Regions from separate parts of the Capsicum annuum genome. Here region 2 is linked to region 1. A link is a contact called in public Hi-C data. All regions are on one chromosome and are shown on one strand. The core of a region is the stretch at or near the end of the contact, and the rest is flanking DNA. Distances in the headings are between cores, read along the strand shown.

Region 1 (2,599 bases), core at 67-2,566:
TTTCGTCTCTGGTCCTGAAGCGAGGTCGTCGGTGAGTAAGTGTTCATGTGAAGGTCGTTTATTTCTTAGGCATCATTTTGTGGACCAAATTGTTAAGGCATTTGGCTGGATGGAATTGTATATATTTGATTAATATAATTAAGAGCAGTCCTTTTCCTAGAATTATCAAATTCATTATACTTATTTATTTCTTGGTATTATTAAAATAAAAAAATAAATTTCCTTGAAAATAGTGGACAAAGATGAACTAGTAATAAAGATTGAGGTCCATGTACATTATTGCAGAAAGTTCCATGCCCGTCAATGATCTACTTTGACCTATTTAAATCTAATTCAATTTTTCTTTTTTCTTTTTTCTTTTTTTTTTTTCTATTTTTTTCTTTTTTTGAGGTTTAGAAATGAGTACATTGGAGTACAAAATAAGGACAAATTTAGTGTACAGGTGATAAGTTTATTTGAATTTAATAAATTTGGCTTAAATCATGTATGGTTGATCCAAATGGATAATATTGCACAATGTTAAAAGAGTATTTTTAGCTAGTTTAGTCGGCCAATTGATATCAAAGTCAATAATTCGATTAGACAAATATATATATGACATTGGCTGAGTGGTGGTGAGGAGTTCGACCTACTATATTTGAGCGTTTCAAGTCGGCTTACTATCTTTATTCATAGCTTGGAGAAACATACACATAGAGAGAAGCATATGACTTTGATAGCAAATATAAATACTTGCACGATGTGGATATCTCAGATAATTAATCTGAGCGTGGGATTGTTCGATTAAATTCTTTCCAATATCTCCATGGTGTGAGATATTGAAAGTAAATCGTACATGCTTGACATAAAACTGATAATATCATAGCATATTAGAAGTATTTTTGGCTCTCTATCTCCCTATCCAAGATAAAGTTGCTGCCATCTAAACAAGAGGTCACTGGTTCAAGCCGTGAAAACAGAAATGCAAGGTGAGGCTGTAAAGGGTAGACCCTTGTGGTCAGGCCCTTCTCCTGTCGTTGCGCATAGTGGGAGCTTGGGTGCACCGGACTTACCTTTTCTTTTATCTCTCAATCTAAGATAAGGTATATGTATAAACTATCTTTCCGAGCTTCCACTTGTTGATTTCGCCAGATATGTTGTTGTTATATTAGAATTATTCTTAGGTTATTTTAGCTTAATATTAAAGACTAATTTTTGATAATTCTCCACTTTATTAATTTTTTAAATTTTCTTAGATTTCTATGTGCTGTGCCATATATCTGCTAGACTGGCATGCTCATATTAATGCTTAATTAAGTCTATTGATGAGAAACAGCTAATACCCTCTGTATTAATGGTCCAATTCTTCATCTCTACAATTACATGCTGTCAGGTTTCTCTGTCTGATTTAGACACTATCCTTAAATTCAACTATATCCACTTATATATATATATAGATATAGATATAGATAGATAGATAGATAGATACAATTTATATATATATATGTATATTAAAAATTTGAAGGTCCTTAAAAAAGTGATTTGAATTTTTTGCCATTTATTAAATATCTTCGTTTTAGACAAAATCGTCTTTTCACTATTTTTTTAATATTTAAAAATTAAAAATTAATTAAATATTTATAATAAAACTTTTCCTTATTTGAATTATGTAACTAAAATATAGGAAATAAAAGTCAATTAACTTTTTACCTCAAATAAATCATTTAAAAAAAAAATAATGAATTGATAATATACATTATCATATGTTTTTTGGGGGGAAGTGTTCATATTCAATTAAATTTTTAACCTTAAGTAAATCTTTAAAAAATTCGTAGTACATTTTTCTCATACATTCTTTTAGATTTTGGATAAAGTTTTATTTACAATTAATTTTGTCGGTGACTTCTTTAATCTATAATTTTTTAATTTAGGTAAGAAATCATAATATTTAACATAACTTTACCTTATATAAAACAAATTTTATAATTCTATATAAATAATATTTAGACCAAAATTTACAAAAAACATGCATACGCTCAACTTCTACTTTTCCCTCTTACTTTGGTATTGATAATAAATTCTCTCCTATAATTTCTCTTGTTTCTCTTTCAGTTGAAAATTTTCGATCAAAAAATTGAAAGAAATAAGCATGTTGTCGTCGAATGAAGTGGTAAAAAAAAATCAAAGGTTTATTTTTCATTTTCTTTCTTTTTTTAATTTAAGTGTCTTAATTTTGACTATGTTGTTTGACGATATTTTGAAATATTATTCATTATGTTATCATAAAGTGTTGAATCCTAATATCCATAACTTTTATTTGAATCATTAGTATTATAGTTGAATCTTTTTTTTTTTTTGGGTTTCCTAAGGTATCCCCACAACCGGCAACCGTGAGACTAATCATCCGTTCCTACTGTCAGCGCACTAAGCGGTAGGGAACTGGCCACAGAGTCTTTTCCATTCACCAGAGGTGGGGATCGAACCCCCAACCTCTTGCTTAAGGGGTGAACCACCACACCAACCCTTGTGGTTATAGTTGAATCTTTAATTAAACTTATTATTACTTGATTTTGAAATATTACGTTATCATAAAGTGTTGAATCTTAATATCCATAACTTT
Region 2 (2,599 bases), core at 56-2,555, 70 kb after region 1:
AAAGTGTACGCAGTCTATACCACTACCTTACACGAAGTAGAGAAGTTTCTGATGGGCTATAACCACAAAAAACATAAATATAAACAACAAAATGAGATAACACACCGCTAGATCATAAAAGAAATAAGACACCGACAGAGTAATACTATAAACTATCTATTCGAGATCACACACATCCTTGGAACACTACGAACAAGAAACTACAGGCACAGATACAAACAAAAAACTCCTCCTTATTATTACGGACGCACTCCTTCCCACTAACACTCTACCCTAATTTCCGTCCTCCAAAGGTCAAAAAATGTTTCAAGGACAATATAATATGTTAGAAATTTTACCTTTGGAAGCACAAGAATCACATTTTCCTGAAGGAACTTTATTAGTTCTCCTCTTCTTCAAACAAACATAAAATCTCTTCCCATTCCAACTCTTCCTCTTCTCCAACCTAAACAATTCCTTTTCACCACCCTTTACATTTCCACATTTTCCATTCCCTTTGGTCTTTCTAGAACCTTCCACATTTTTCTTCCTCAAATTCTTAAACCCCATTTCAGAACCAGAAGCACTTGAAAACCTAAAAACTGAACCATCAGATAACCCCTCACTCTTTTCTTGAATGCTACAGCCAAGATTACATACAAAGCTTGAATCTTCATGCTGAAGGTAAGTCCTAAACCCTTCTGAGTCACTGATTTTACCAAAATTACTAGTAAAGCTTGAATCTTTATGCTGAAAGGGAGTGATAAACCCTTCATGGTCAAAGGGTTTATCATAATTACTGGTAAAGCTTGAATCTTTATTCTGAAAACAAGTGATTAAACCTTTTGGGTCATTGGGTTTTTGACAGTTACTGGCAAAGATTGAATCTTTATGCTGAAAGGGAGTGGTAAACACTTCTGGGTCATTGGGTTTTTCACAATTACTAGTAAAGCTTGAATCTTTATGGTGAAATGGAGTGGTAAACACTTCTGGGTCATTGAGTTTATCACATTTACTATCACTTTCAGTGAAACCAGAAATGGGTTGAGTGGCATTTTGATTAAAGATTTTGTTGGCTAAAAAGCCAGATCCTGCTGCTGCAGCAGCAGCAACTAAAGCAGGCCACATTGGGTGTTCTTTTTCTTTTTCAAGATTTTGAACAAAACAAGAGACTAGAGAGATCACATTAAAGAAGTGCAACTAGTACTAGTTTGAGTAGTTGGAGTTCATAAGGAAGTGAAAGTGACAAGCTTTGAATTTTGTCAGTGCGGCATGTGGAGTTGGGAGAGTTTTCTGCTGAGTACTAATCCCTCGTTTCACCGTTTCACCGTCAATTGTTGGAGCAATTTTAGTATTTTAAAATAAGTGAATGTTTCATAATTTAAGGTAAATATTAAAAAAAGAAAATTCTAAACCTATCATGTCATGTGTATTTGTCTTTTAAAGAGGATAAAAATAAATAAAATAAGATAAATTTATGTCTTTATTTTTTTTAATAAATGTGTCAAAATTCAACAATTAACTTATCGTAGAACGGAGGGAATATGTGTTAATACGTGGCTTGTCATCTCAGTTTGCTCACGTGCTTCCCGCTCTTTCATAAGTTTTTCAATTTTGTGGTTAGTTCTTGGTCGTTTTAATAGGGCCTATATATGAAGATTTTGGGTTTGGGCCAATCTATCAGTAAGTGTAGGAAGGATGCCTATTTGGATAGATGGTTAGTGCAGTAGGAGCGATGATGTACGTTTTGAAGGCTTAGGCTTTTTGGTGTTTTTTATTGTACTAGTAGTTGTGTTATTGTATTTGTCTATTATTTTTGAATTACTGCACTATTTTGTAAGATTGTTCATGGGTCGATTTAATTCAATTATTGGTCAAAATCATAATTAAATCAAATTAGTTGATTTTTAAATTTCTAAAACTAAATCAAACCAAACAAAAGAAATAAGTGTCAGTTTGATTTTTGTCGGTTTAGTTCGATTAGGTTTGATTTTTTCGATTTATAACTTTAACTAGTGATAAAATTTGAGATTTAAAAAAAATAAATTCATCCGACATATGAGATGTCAATCGAGTGTTGTGCTTAAACCTTGAAACAAAGGTGTCAAACGAATGTTATACTTAGGCAAATCCACGAACAATACCCTATGAACGCTTCTAAAAAATATATTCAGAAACTACATATAACAAAATGATAAAAGTGAACACATAAATTCTTGCTTAACAAGGACCAAAAAGAAAGTTCAAAACTAGTGATTGTTTATAGTCTAATGAAATTCGGCCGTAAATTCCAATATATATTTTCACAATCAATATCATTTTTTATTCAAAATGCGAAAATCATTTAGAATCACATAAGGTACTGTCAACTGGATGAAGACATATAACTAAAAGTGTTACCATTAAACTTAAATCATGATTAAAATATAAAATGTACCAAATATTTATATTATATATATATATATATATATATAAAGATTATCGGTTCGGTTCGGTTAATTTGTCGATTATTTTAGAGTAAAACCAAATCAAACCAAGCTAGTATTGATATGAGACAAGACAAGGAAGGCACGAAATACACACCAAAATCAGTCCACAAGTTCAAGAATCCGAGGATCTC

The links. A called contact is a pair of places that touch in the nucleus more often than the background predicts.
Region 2: a Hi-C map of leaf shows a contact between it and region 1, with 2.4 times the contacts expected there. The contact joins the promoter of LOC107843044 here to the enhancer-like site in region 1. A contact is called at or near these places in 2 of 5 Hi-C or Micro-C datasets (bud and leaf).

Annotation. Positions count from the first base shown.
Region 1 is chr9:10,181,570-10,184,168 of UCD10Xv1.1, forward strand. No RefSeq gene overlaps it. Among protein-coding and RNA genes, the nearest start is that of LOC107842216, 8.8 kb to the left of the region's middle. Within about 2 kb of position 1,317, at least 4 of the 5 cell types and tissues checked have an H3K27ac peak or open chromatin away from gene starts, as enhancers often do. A contact at or near this core is called in leaf, where this site is marked.
Region 2 is chr9:10,251,386-10,253,984 of UCD10Xv1.1, forward strand. It overlaps LOC107843044, which reads right to left and starts at 1,306. Exons shown (of 4, transcript XM_016687179.2): 1 at 339-1,306. The coding sequence starts at 1,107.